Regions from separate parts of the Sus scrofa genome. Here region 2 is linked to region 1. The links are chromatin contacts, called in public HiChIP or PLAC-seq maps. All regions are on one chromosome and are shown on one strand. Each heading gives the region's core, a stretch centred on a gene start, on an enhancer-like site or on the middle of the called end of the contact. The rest is flanking DNA. Distances are from core to core; before and after follow the strand shown.

Region 1 (6,952 bases), core at 2,099-4,598:
CCCAGGCCAGGGATCAAACTCATGCCACAGCAGTAACAACACCGGATCCTCAGTCCACTGAGCCACCAGGGAATTCCCACTCGTTTTTTTTTCCTTTCTGTTGCTCCTTCCTCGTCGGCATATGGAGGTTCCCAGGCTAGGGGTTCAATGAGAGCTACAGCTGCTGGCCTACACCACAGCCACAGCAACACGGGATCCGAGCCGCGACTGCAACCTACATCACAGCTCACAGCAACACTGGATCCTTAACCCACTGAGCAAGGCCAGGGATCGAACCTGCATCTTCATGATACTAGTCAGGTTCCTTACTGCTGAGCCACAATGAGAACTCCAGGAATCTAAACATTTTAATCAGTGGCATGTGCTGACAGTGAGAGCTGAAGCTGAGAACCCACTCCTTCCCTGCTGGTCACTGCCCTGGGCTTGGGTACATTTGGGTCAGGCACACCTTGATGGTGTCCTCTGAGTTATCTTAACTCTTTCCCTGCCAACTAGTCCTATGGCAGGTTCTAAACTTGCTAAGCCACAGTGGGAACTCCCTACGTTTGACCTAAGTGCTCTTATACTATTTTTCTAACAGAAATATAAAAGATACACAGATTGCATTCTATTTCAATCTAGTTTACCTGATATTTTGTGTAAAAATTCATTCAGTTTTATATTTGAATTGAGTTATATTTAATGTCAAGCTGAGATTTATCAAATAGCATGTTTCATTTTGTCATAGGGTTTACTGGCTCAAGAACAGCTGCTACCTGGAATATCCTGGATTTATCTTTGAAAGGCTATTTGAAGAATACATAAAATTGTGGAAGTGCTAACTGTGACAAGTGATGATGCTTTCATAAACTCATTTGAATGGTTACAGAAGTAGAGATATACCATACAAACTCATATTTGTATCTTAAGTAATTAGAATGCTTAAGACAATTAAAAGGTTTCCTCGGGAGTTCCCTTCATGGCTCAGTGTTTAAAGAACCCAACTAGGATTCATGAGGATGCAGTTTGATCCCTGGCTTCACTCAGTGGGTTAAGGATCTGGCATTGCCGTGAGCTATGGCATAGGCCGCAAATGTGGCTCGTATCCCACATTGCTATGCCTGTCCTGATTCAAGCCCTAGCCTGGGAACCTCCATATGCTGAGAGTACTGCCCTAAAAAGACCAAAAAAAAAAAAAAAAAAAAAAAAAAAACCCAAAAAAAAGAGAGAGAGAGAAGAGTTTGTTCTGGTTTCAAAAAAGACCGGACACAGACAGTCCCACTTTCTGGAACTTAAATGCTGAATGCCAAGACAATTCAATAGGAAGAGAATAGTCTTTTCAACAAATACTAGGTCCTACGACAGTTGCATGCAAGTGACCCTGCCTTATAACCTCATAAAAATTATCTCAAAATGGATCAAAGATTTGAATGTGGAGAGTTAAAAGCTCTTAGAAGAAAACATAGAAGTAAATGGTTGTTAGCTGTGACACCAAAAACACTAGCCACAGAATAAAAAATAGACAAACTGGACATATCAAAACCAAAAACTTTTGTGCTGTAAGCAATACCAAGAGATAACAACAATACCAAAGAAAGTGGAAAGACAACACACAAAATAGGAGAAGTATTTGCAAATCATGTATGTGACAAGGGATTTGTGTCCAGAATAAATAAAAAATTCTTATAACTCAATAATAAAATGAAAAATAATCCAAAGGATCTGAGCAATTACTCCAAAAGACACACAAATAGACAATAAAAACATGAATAGATGCTCAGCACTCAACGGTTTCCAACAACATTGGTTCAGAAAAATGCAAATCAAACCCGCAATGAAATATCATTTTATGCCCACTAGTATAGCTATAACCAAAAAGACAACGCTCAACAGTTTCCAATACCCAAAAAAGCTGACAACCTAGATACCTTACCAATTTTGATCTCCACTCCTCATGACTGAAGACGCTAAACACAGCTTCTCTCGGATGGACCATGGCTCTGTAGGGCCAGTACTCAGCAGCTTATGTTCTGAAAGTAGAGAAGACTTATAGAAAACCACTGAGACACTAGTTCTAAGCCTCAAAGAGAAGACTAAAAGCCTAAACATCCCAACCTATAAGGACAACGTGAGCTACTATCACCAAATCTTGATTCTTCACCTTTCTAGTAAATAACCTAACTAAAACAGTGTGCCTATGGTATTTGAAGAAATAAAATGTTTTGCCTTCAAATGCCATGGGCACAATGGTTTAGTTTAAAAAAAAAAAAAGTAATGTCAGATTAAGATAGGGCAGCTCCCCGAAAGACTCAATTTTAAAAAACGCTTTATTCCAATTTGGACCTAAGGGCTTATTTCCCAGGATTCCGAGCGGCCACCTCCCCTCCGTCCCGCCTCCTTCTTAGCATAAAGTTGTTTACTTCTTTCAGTAACACCGCTCCCCTTTCCCCTGGCCGGGCCTAAAAGCCATATTCAGTCCGTGAAACAGAGATAAATGACTGAGATGCCCGAAATGTGATTTCCCCAGTGGCAGAAAAAGCTCGCGGTTAAAACTCCCCATTTCTCTGTGACTAGTGGCCTCATAAACGTTCGTCAGAAACTGAATGACTCTTTGGGATGCCGGCCACTCCTTAAGGCGCACAACGTCTCGGTCCGTCTGTAGGGCACCTTTTCAGCTCACCCCGCAGAGCTCCCCAACATACAAAGATTTCGCTGAGCTGCTTATCTCAAACCTCGGCGGCCTTACTGAGAAGACTACACTTCTAGGCCCCCGGCCGTTGGGCTTCACTACACCGTCGAGTTCAAGTCTCGTGCCCTCCCTGGGCTCTCAGGCAAATCACTGCTCCTACTCTCTATGCTGTTGCCTGGCCTCGGCTCTACAAAGACTTACCACACAAAGGCGGTGCAAATACTTACTGCCCGTCCCTGCCGCCATTTTGGCTCGGAAGTCTCCAACTCCTGAGGGAAGAGCGTCAGCGTCCGCTACGCCTTAAAAAAAGAAAGTATAAGAAAAAGAACTCTGGGAAATAGAGTCCCGGTGTTTGGTTGCGGTGCTTCCTGGGAAATGTAGTCCCCCACCCCACCCCAGGAAGAACAAGTGCCCTAAACCGGGTCTCTTGTGCGTTCCTGGGAAGGAATGTGATAAAGAACAAAACACGGCAGCTGATGCCTCAGGGTTCAAGAAAAAGTAATAAGGCGGAATTGCAGGATCACCCAACACCAAGCCTCGACAGTTGGTAACCCGGACCCACTTTTGAGCAGAGCGGTCAGGCCGGAATAAGCCGTTTCCCAGTCTCGTCTGTCCCCTTGCGCTGATTGGTAGGTTCAGGTTTCGCTATCTGATTGGCTCAACGAACGCAGCGCGTAATTTAAAACATTGTATCAGTAACAAAGGTGAGCCTCGTGGGCGGGGTTGTGCTGTCTAGCTGCGAAGGTTCAGGTTCCGTCGCGGGGTGTGAGTGAGCCGGTACCGGAGGAGACGTGCGGTGTCTTCGGTGAGTATGAGGCTCTACTGGAGCCCAGCTGCGGTACCTGCTCTTGCCCTCGCGAATTAGGCTTTCAGAAAGAAGAACTGCCGCCATCCTTTTTTTTTTTTTTTTTTTTTTTAATACCTCTGTCCTCACTGTGGGCCTGGGGGAGAGACTGAAGGAGCCCAGGGCTACTGACACCACCTCCACGACACCGGAGAGCAAGACACCGTACTTGGAGTGTGGCCTTCTGCTTTTGGAGCTGGGTGTCTGCTCATTCCTGTTCGCGGTCGGAAATGCCGCCTCAGACTGGATTAAATGATTAACTCTCTCTCTCATTTCCTTTCTCTTTGCTAGTAGTTGAAGGGAAAGAGGAGCAGGAATTCAGCCAGTGAGACCAAGTTGTCTTGGGGCCTAGGAATTGGTTCTTACTCAGAATTTGCAGCCCTTTTTATCCCATAAGGTTCTCCTCCCTACCCACTTTTGTCTCTCTTTAGATCTAGGCTTCCCCTGCTAACATGTCGCAAGGGATCCTCTCTCCACCAGCCGGCTTGTTGTCGGATGAGGAAGTCGTAGTCTCCCCCATGTTTGAGTCCACTGCTGCAGATTTGGGGTCTGTGGTGCGCAAGGAACTGCTGTCAGACTGCTCTGTCATCTCCACCTCCCTGGACGACAAGCAGCAGGTAAAGGAGTTGAATTGGCTTGGGGGCAGAAAGTCATATCCTCAGCATACTAGTTATCCCTACAAAGTAGCAGGAGGTCAAAACCCTGCATTCTTAGGGTTTGAGAGATCAACTGAAAATTAAGGACAAGACAAGTAAAAAATGTACAATTGTGTGTCTCTAAGAAATCTATTAACTGCATTGCCGTAATGAAACATTCTCAAATGCATACTCAGTTAATCCTATGAGAGAAGGCAGTAGTTAGATCTCCTTCACCATGAAGTCCAGACATATTCAGGCTTTAATATGAACCCATAGCTTGCACTTAAAAGGGGGCTTGCTTTCTGCTGAGATGTCTCAGCTGCAGCATTCTTGATGCCTGGGGCCAGATGATTCTTTGTTATAGGGGGCAGTTCTGTGCAGTGTAAAATGTTAAGCGGCATTCTTGGTCTCTACCCACTAGATGTCAGTAGCTCCTTCCCAGGACATCCAGGAAATTTGTTCTGGCATTACTAAATGTCATGGTTAAGAACAGCTCTACTCAGACATCTCTTGTAGAAGTTTTATGAGAGCAGGGCCTTTGTTAATGTCCTTCACTGTGAACTACTGGATCCTATAAGATTTCCTGCACCGGAGTAGAGAGATCTCTGATCTCTAAATATCTGTTGAATGAACTTGGTGGGTGCTATTATTAACCCCATTCTACAGATGAGGGAACTGAGGTAAAGAAAACTTAAAGAACTTGTTCAAGATCTCAGGAGTTCCCGCTGTGGCACAACAGGATCAATGGTGTCTTTGCAGTGGCAGCAATTCAGGTTTGGTCCCCGCCCCGGCACAGACACAGTGGGTGAAGGATCCAGCCATGCTGCAGCTGTGGCATAGGTTGCAACTCCAGCTCTGATTGGATCCCTGGCCCAGGAATCCAATGGGTGGCCGAAAAAAAAAGATCTCATGGTTTCTTAATGATGGAATTGGGACTGAAATTCAGGTGTGTCTGCCTCTAAGGTGCTTAACTACTATGTTTTGCCATAATATCACACACTAATTTTCATGCCATTCAGAAAGTTCTAACCCAGATAATCTGTGGTAAGCCAGGCTTTCAGGATTCTAAAACGACAAGAAAGATGATTAAGTAGTGAAAAAGTCCATGTGGGTTGGAGTGATTATGGAACCTGAGTAGCTGCACACAGTCATTAGAGGTGGAATATGGTAGTGTTAACATGATTTCCAGGAACTATTTTATTTTACTTCTATTATTTTTTTGTCTTTTGTCTTTCCAGGGCCACACCTGCAGCATATAGAGGTTCCCAGGCTAGGGGTCCAATTGGAGCTGCAGCTGCCGGCCTACACCACAGCCACAGCAATGTGGGATCCGAGCTATGTCTTTGACCTACACCACAGCTCATGGCAACACCAGATCCTTAACCCACTTAGCGAGGCCAGGGATTGAACCCTCATCCTCCTGGATACTAGTCAGGTTCATCAACCACTGAGCCACAACGGGAACTCCAGAAACTATTTTATATTTGCCCATCTGCTCAGAAGTAACTGCTGAGATTAATCTGTGGTTCTGGCCTGGAATTCTGTCACAGGTTCCATCTGAAGGAAGCATGGAGAAAGTCAAAGTATACCTGAGGGTCAGGCCCTTTTTACCTTCAGAGTTAGAACGACAGGAGGATCAGGTGAGTTTCTGAGGAGGGAGGATTAAAAGTGGAATGCTGCAATACAGTAGAGGCTCCCAGGAATGTTTTCCTTCGGTGACAGTTTTCCCTCTTCTTAGGGTTGTGTCCGTATTGAGAATATGGAGACCCTTGCTCTACAGGCACCCAAGGACTCTTTTGCCCAGAAGAGCAACGAGAGAGGGATTGGACAAGCAACACACAGATTCACCTTTTCCCAGGTATAGAGATACTGATATGTGAACAGGGCACCACCATGTAGAGGCAACTTTATTCCCTCTTTAGAGGGTAAAGCTTTCTTCTTAACTGTGAGTTTCTTATATATACATGTCTACAGCTTGGGGACCTTTGTAATGTGTTAGTGTGTCAAGCACTTTACGTGCTTTAATTCCCAACAACTCTGTCACTGTTATCATTATGGTCCCTGTTTTCCAGTAAGGATACTGTGGCTCAGTGAGGATAGTGTTGCTGAAGCCCTGTAGCAGTCATTGGTAGAGTTAGGGCTTGAATCAGATCCATCTATCTCCCAAGCCCATGCTTGTGACCATTATGTCGCTCCATTTTGTGTGCAGCTGTGGACTTACTAGATAGCATTCCTTAAGTATTTGTTGATTTGGATAAAAGGTGGACTGGCAGAGAGGATTTAGGGAGCAGCTGGGAGCACTGCAAAAAAAAAGCTGCTTGAGTGTCTCCAGAGCCAACCACCCAGGAAGGGATGTATCTGCTGGCTCCGCACAGAGGAAAGTGGGAGATGAAGGATGGGCCTCTGAGAAACTGGATCTGTCTCTAGATCTTTGGACCAGAAGTGGGACAGGCACCTTTCTTCAACCTGACTGTAAAGGAGATGGTAAAGGATGTACTCAAAGGACAGAACTGGCTTATTTATACGTATGGAGTCACCAACTCAGGGAAAACCCACACCATTCAAGGTGAGTAGTAGGCCTCACAGAACTGCTGATTGTCTTTGCCACTGATGCTCCGAGCTGGGGAACGGCACTTGCCTCACCTGTCTACCTTTCACATGCCTCCAGGTACCATCAAGGACGGGGGGATCCTGCCCCGGTCCCTGACTCTCATCTTCAATAGCCTCCAGGGCCAACTTCATCCAACACCTGATCTGAAGCCCTTGCTCTCCAATGAGGTAATGTGGCTAGACAGCAAGCAG
Region 2 (6,952 bases), core at 2,128-4,627, 300 kb after region 1:
GATCCCACATTGCTGTGGTTCTGAGGTAGGCCAGCGGCTACAGCTCCGATTAGACCCCTAGCCTGGGAGCCTCCATATGCCGCGGGAGTGGCCCTAGAAAAAGGCAAAAAAACAAACAAACAAACAAACAAAAAAACAACACAATATCTAAAAAATACTACATCCCTCAATAAATAACTGTGTTTAGAAACTTTACTCTGTTCAGATGTATTTAATCGGCTAGTCCATTTTGCAAGTGGTTCCACTTTAAAGCTACATTATATTGGGGCTATATATCAAGAGATACTCACATGCCTATTATCTCAACTTCAAAATTACTTTTATCCCAGCATTAAATTAAAAGCTAGTATTTTATGCCCAAAATTATTGGGCAGGGGGGTGGGGTGGGTAGAGAAATCTTCATTTCCAAAACAATTCTACAAATTTACTACTAAGTTTCACTAAGTGGTAATAAGCTTGAACAAAACCTGTTTTCTGCTGAAACCCACAACTTGACCCTAAAATACCAGCACAGATTCATTTTGCCATCCAGTTTGTGCTTAAGTCCATCGCATTTCTCCTAAAAGTATTTTAGCATTAGGTAAAGAAGGGAAAACATTCTCCTTGTACGCTATGATAACCTTAATGAGTCTTAGACAAATACAATTTTGCTATTCTCAAAAAAAAAACAAAAACAAAAACAAAAACTTCTCAAACAGAATAAACTTGTGACTCCCTTAGCAACCCAGAGATGACCAAAATTTTAAGTTTTCCTGGGATCAAGATGCAACCAAATCCTGAATGAAAGCAAGTAGACAAAGTAGGACATGATTATTCACCACACTGTTTAGATAGCTTAATCTTGTCTAAAATGTTCAAACTATCACCTGGAAAAAAAACTGTACATAAGAACCTCATATTTAGCATGCTTTAAACTTTACTGAACTTTGCTAATCAAAGGACTAAGCCTTTAAAAAAGCTTTAAAGAGGAGCTGAAAAGTTTCAAGTGGCTAGGTAACATGGCTAACAAATTTAAGAATGAGCTTCCTTCACCAAGCAGTAGAAAGCAATGGTGTTATTTATGAAGCAGTGTTATCTTCAATGTCACTTCACTCAGACAATAAGCAAATTATAGTCTGAATCCATATTTTAAACTTGAGATATAATGTATACAAATTCTAATGCATGAACCCGTCTTCAAATTAAATAAGAATCTAAAGATCACATCCAACTTTAAACAACAGCAACAACAACAATCTAAAGAAGCTACACTCAATTGAAGGGTTCAAGCAACACAAGAGAATATCCTAGTGAAACAAAAGAAGCTGGCTGTTTCCTGGTAGTGCAAACATAATGGGTCATGACCTACATTACCCCTCCTGTACAGGATTCTCACACTTGGGGAATTATTCATTCTACCATGTGGCACAGAATCATCAGAATCAACTGTGTTCAAGTACAGAGAGATTATTAACTAGGTCTGAATATTCTACTACATTTAAAGTAAAACCTATGAAATGAAAAGTAAGCTGCTACCTGCAATTCATATGAGACATAGTGAATAAAAGCCCCAATAACTGAAGAGGACTAAACTTTCAGAAGTTTCATCCCAAGGAGAACTGTCACTAATTATCAAGAATAAAACACAATAGCAAAACAGTCTTTTAGCCCTAGGCCTTGATGGAATTAAGCATAGCTTACATCATAAAGTACTAACAACTATGCAGTTGATTAATCTTATTGCAAATCTACCAATCAAGGACAAATCTGGGGTGGAAACCAGAATGTCCAATTCCTGTACTGAAAACAACTTTCAAAATGGCCTGGGACAAGCCACTCTGCTATTCTAAGAATGCTCAGACATACAAATATGCAATGTTCCAAAAACTTTTTTTTTTCCTGCCACTTCCTGTAAGTAAGAAGTTTCTAAGACTGGGAAAGGAACAAAATGAAATAATTAGACGAAAAAACCAGGAATACCTCTTACACACCTTCTCCTAGAGAGTAATTTTTTAAATTTTAAAAGCACATAAAGTCTGTTTTAATTTAGTCCACTCTTTCCACAATGGACACACTAAACAGTTTCTCATAGAAATTTACAAGAGAACTCAAAGACAACTTAATTTAGCTCTGAATTTCAACATGCATTAATCCATCAGGCACCTCGACCCCCAAGAGTTCCAGAGAGAGGCCAAAAGGGACCCTGTCGTTACAGTTCATCGACGGCCCCATAATTCGGATTTCTTCTGAATATACAGACACACACCTGTCAACCAAGTAATAAGAGAACAAATCTAAACCAAACATTCCCTAACACCCCACCCCGCACACATGGGCATTTTCAGTTTATAGGTGGGTCCTGTAACAGCTAAACGCAAGAAGCTCTGGGGTAATTAGAGGACTTGGAGGAAGTCATCTTGAGAGAGTAGTGAGACCCAGAGAAATCAGAGAAAGTCAGATAAAGGTGTCCCTGACCACCCCTCCTTCCCACCCCACCCAAACTTCACCCACCCGGTTCTGAGAAGCCCAGGAGGGGGAGGCCATTTTTATGAGACTTGGCTAAAGAATGTGAAGAGAGAAAATCAGGGAAGGAAGTTCAGAAGGAAGGCCAGGCCCTTCCCTCCAAGAGCACCCGTGTCGGGTGGCAGCACCTGGAACTCAAGGAGGGAGGACCTGGATTCAAGTGACTGGGAGGGGTACAAAAGTAGCAGGGGCCTATCACGAGGGGGTTGAGTGGTCTAAGCCCCGGGAGCCGGGCCCCTTAAGCCCTAACAGGGGGAAGTACCCCTTCTCGGGCCAACCGCGTAGACCCTCGCCCCTGGGACGGTGGTTACTACCCGGAGGTCCAGAAGGCGGGAGTTGGCTAGTGCCTGGTTCTCCTCATCCGGCCATGCGGCGCGGGGGCGGCCATCCTGAGGGGTCCAGGAACCAAGAGGGTACGGGGGGGCTCTGACGCGGCGCTCACCCGCGGGCCGCCTCCAAGCTCTTAATGAGCTTTTTGATCTTCCAGATCTCCACGTTCCTGTCGGCAGCACTGGGGTCGTCCGCCATCTTCTCGCCTCCTCCTCCCTAGAGCGGCCCGGCGGGGCCCGGAGACACCAAGACCACAGAGTTAGCGCCGCCGCTGGGGCAGAGCGGCCCCCTTCCTTGCCACCCCGAGAGTCCCTCCTCTTCCCGCCTCGCGCGGCCCGGCGCGGTCGTCGCTGGCCTTTCCCTCCCCCTGGCTTACCTAAGGGCCCAGTCCTGGGCGGCAGCTGCTGCTCCTCCCCGGCGGCGGCTCCGCGGCGGCGGCTCTGACGTAGGACACCGGCTCCCTCTCTCCAGGCAGCTGCATGTGTTGCAATCCGCTCACATGGGGCCTGTGACATCACTTCCTCCGCCAGAGGCTGAGTGGAAGTCGGCGGGCGGAAGGGAGGGGGCCGGTGAGGAAGAGGAGAAGCTCTGCGCGCGCCGCGACTTTCCATTGGTTCTCCGAGAGGTGGCCTACAATGAGCCCGCCGATTGGCCGCAGCTGGGGCCGCGCTGCCTTGTGAGGTAGAAGCCGGGGGCGGGGAAGCACCGCCTTCCTTCCGGTCCGGCTCGCCGAGAGCAGGAAGCGGGCGGAAGCAGGTGGCTCTCGCGAGCATTTAGTCAGCCCAGCTAGGCTCGAACGGAGGGTGTTTCTTAAAGGGAGAGGCGCTTGGGTTATCTTTTCCGTCCCACTTTCTTGAATGGAATGGACCTCTGAGGTTCCACGACGCGCCTCCACTCGAGCCGGGACGCGTGGTTTGAACTGCTTCTGAGAAGCCTCAAAGAGGCGCCTCGCGCTTTGCTGCTTCTTAGCAGACGGAGCGCTCGGGCCTGCGTGCATCACAGCTGCACGGACTAGTGTTCAAGCTCTCCGCCAGGGTATCCGGATTGGGAAACTTCTCCCGGGTAGTCTGGCACCCCGACACCCTCGGGGACAAAAGAGCCACTCACGTCCCGCCTTCGCGCCTTAGTGCTAAGAGAGGTTCACTTTGGACCTGGAACTTTACGAGGGGGAAGAAAGCAGAGACTGACTGAGTTTGGAGACCTGAAGTATCTGATGCCACGTATGGTTTCGTCTGAGCTCCTGAGAGTGGAAGGGGGGAGAGTATTGAAGCAAAATGGGCAGCTCTCTTTTGGAGTTAGGAGTTGTAGTTGGCTACTTTATGTCTCTTCACCTCAGCTGCAGTCATTCAAATATTTGGGTCCGAACTGTTCCAGGCCGGGTTTTCTTGAGAAGATTGAGCAGAACCAAACAGGTAACAGTGCCTGTCTTCGTGGAATTTTCAGTTTGGTTGGGTTTGTAGCCATTTGTGATTTTATACTTTTGTGTAATAAAATAATGGCGTTCCTATGGTGACTCAGCGGGTTACGCACCAGGCTAGTACCTATGAGGACTCGGGTTCAATCCCTGGCCTCGCTCAGTGGGTTAAGAATCCGGCATTGCCGTGAGCTGTGGTGTAGGCCAGCAGCTGCAGCTCCAATTGAACCCCTAGCCTGGGAACCTCCGTATGCCGCGGGTGCGGCCCTAAAAAGCAAAAAAAAAAAAAAAAAAAACAAAAAAAAAAAAAAAAATAAGAAGAAGGGAGGAACTACAAGAGCTAGTGTGCTGGAGCGAGGTCAGTGATTTTTGAGAGCGGTAGCTTAGACTAGGGTGATAGGTAGGGTGATGGGTAGGACTGGATGGATGATGGGTTGGATGAGGAGGAAGAGCAAGAATGACTCCCCCTGGGAGTTCCCGCTGTGGTTCAGTGGGTTAATGATCTGCCTTGTCTCTGTGGAGGCACCAGTTGGATTCCAGCCCAGCATAGTGGCTTAAGGGTCTGGCAGTTACTGCAGTGTAGGCTGTAGCTCCAGCTTGATTTGGATCCCTGGCCTGGAAACTGCCATATGTCTTGGGGGGGTGGCTGAAAAAGAAAAAAAAAAAAAAAAAAGAAGAAGGATTCTCAGAGGACTGAAACGATTACTTTTACTGAGAGGGTTAGGATAAGGAGCAGGTTGTGGGAGATGATTGAAAATTTCATCTTGCGCTTCTTAAATTTGCGTTTGCTTTTGATACATGGCAGTGGTGATGTGAGGCAGGCAGTTGCATTAATTTGTGTGAGCTTTGAATCCTTTTCCCCCTGTTAACTCAGTTTTGTCCACACCTTGGAGATGAGGCTTTTACCCCCATTTCATAGATTGGGTATTTGAAGCAGAGAGGTGACAGGAACTTGCCCGGGGACCCTCTTATCTATGTTTCCTTAGGGTGAGGACATGGACTTGCTACAGGGCAAGTCTTCTCTCCCCAGCAAATGAATTCCAACGGTGGAATCTCTTCTTTAGGTTCCATTTTGTAATTTTCAGCATATAGTCAGTCATTATATAATATTTATTGTACTTCTACTGTGTTCCATTCACTGTGCTTATTAACAGACTTTCTTAAATAGTTGTAAATACTGCTTACTGACTGACTGGGTGTCTACCATGTCCCTCACTTTTCCCGACCTCATTCCCTTTGCTCCAGTTCCTACTGCTTATACTAAATTGCCTTGATTTTCTTTTCCTGCTCATTTTTATGTTTATGTTTATAGTGTTGCTTCAGGTCCATATGTGGTGGCTTTACAGTCTTTTCAGACTAACTCACAGGCTTGCTTTTCTTTGTGATTCATGCTGAAGTAAGCATACCATCCCACATAGAATTGCTGTTTGTTAATCTTTGAATCCTTGAAACTTGGTGATTACCAAGATACGCAACTTGTTTCTTAGAATATTCTCAAACCGGGCAGTTTAACTGTAGTTCTAAAAGCTTAGTTGCCCAGTTGCTGCAAATTTATCATCTCTGTACTTAGAGTTGGAAATCAGTGTGTTAGAGGCAGAGGCTGGCATGGGTCTGTAGCAGAAGAGATTTGAGAGGAAGTAGAATAGGGATGCTGTTTCCTTTGGCAAAGATAAGCCTTTTAAAATGAGACCATGACCATTCAGTGTCCAGGGAGAACCTCCGATGATATAAGGGTAATAAAGATTTTTTGAAAAATGCAGAATATATAATCTTTCTAGGCATAGGTTGTCCTCTGTAGAATGAAGGATTTATTCTTGATCAGTTCAGAACTTTCCCCCCAGCTCTAACATTAAGTAACATTAAGTCAGTGAAGTTGTTAAAGAAAAAAAGTCTGGACCTAGGAAGTCTTAGGGTTGAGCCTTGACTCCCTTTCTTACCTCGAGCAAGTCATTTCTTAAATCTTGCAAAATCTCAGTTTTCTTATCAGTAAAATGGGGATCCTGTCTATTTTCTGGGACGATTGTTGGAATGAATAATTTGTGTGAAGTTCCTAGTACCATTTATGGAAATGTGTCAGCAGTGAATTTTAGTTCTCTTTTTAGTTTCTCCTAATTTGTTCTTTTCTCTTCCACTGTTTTCTGTACTCATCTATTGAGGAGGACCTGTAAGGACCTCACTTCAGCAGAGAGTAAGTTTGAGAGACTAAAGGAAGAACAAATACAAAGCACAATTCCTGGATTTTTTTTTTTCCTCCTGGTAGAAAAAAGGAGCCAGTAAAATAGGTCTGGGATATTTCCCCCTGCTTTTGTGGCTGGTGTGTTAATAATTGTTAGAAATTCAGAACTTTTCATAGTTGGAGTTTGAAATATTGGGTATTTATAACCCTAACTATACTAATAGAATGAATGGCTTTTTCATAGGTATCTTAGTAATTGTGCATGTTTTCCTTGCCCCACCCATCATCAAAAAGTTACATATATGATTTTGTTTAAAACGAAAAAAGATATTCCTGTGCCTAGAAAAATAAAGAGTAGTTTGAAGAAATCTCTGAATCAGACTGTCTCTAAAATGCTTACCAATTCATGAAGTAGAGATCAATAAAGGAAATGTCTTGTAGTCTGCCCTCAGTTCATGGTTGTACTTAAGCATAATAAATTTGAGGAATGCAGTTCCGTAGATTCCATCTTTAAGTAAATAAACCGATCT

What was found. HiChIP or PLAC-seq counts read pairs in DNA pulled down with a chosen protein or histone mark.
Region 2: a contact with region 1 is called in an H3K27ac HiChIP or PLAC-seq map of alveolar macrophages. The contact joins the promoter of ETF1 here to the promoter of KIF20A in region 1. A contact is called at or near these places in 2 of 5 promoter capture datasets (fetal liver and liver), 1 of 47 Hi-C or Micro-C datasets (epiblast stem cells) and 2 of 2 datasets of contacts at active chromatin or transcription factors (alveolar macrophages and skeletal muscle).

What each region holds. Positions count from the first base shown.
Region 1 is chr2:140,198,969-140,205,920 of Sscrofa11.1, forward strand. It overlaps KIF20A (kinesin-like protein KIF20A), which reads left to right and starts at 3,349. Exons shown (of 19, transcript XM_003123952.6): 1 at 3,349-3,473; 2 at 3,944-4,129; 3 at 5,701-5,790; 4 at 5,889-6,008; 5 at 6,578-6,716; 6 at 6,819-6,952. The coding sequence starts at 3,965. BRD8 (bromodomain-containing protein 8) reads right to left here and starts at 3,279. Exons shown (of 24, transcript XM_005661688.3): 1 at 3,231-3,279; 2 at 2,896-2,967; 3 at 1,913-2,009. The coding sequence starts at 2,914.
Region 2 is chr2:140,501,004-140,507,955 of Sscrofa11.1, forward strand. ETF1 (eukaryotic peptide chain release factor subunit 1) reads right to left here and starts at 3,378. Exons shown (of 11, transcript XM_003123975.6): 1 at 3,209-3,378; 2 at 2,945-3,048. The coding sequence starts at 3,030. LOC110259500 (a long non-coding RNA gene) reads left to right here and starts at 3,462. Exons shown (of 2, transcript XR_002341933.1): 1 at 3,462-4,244.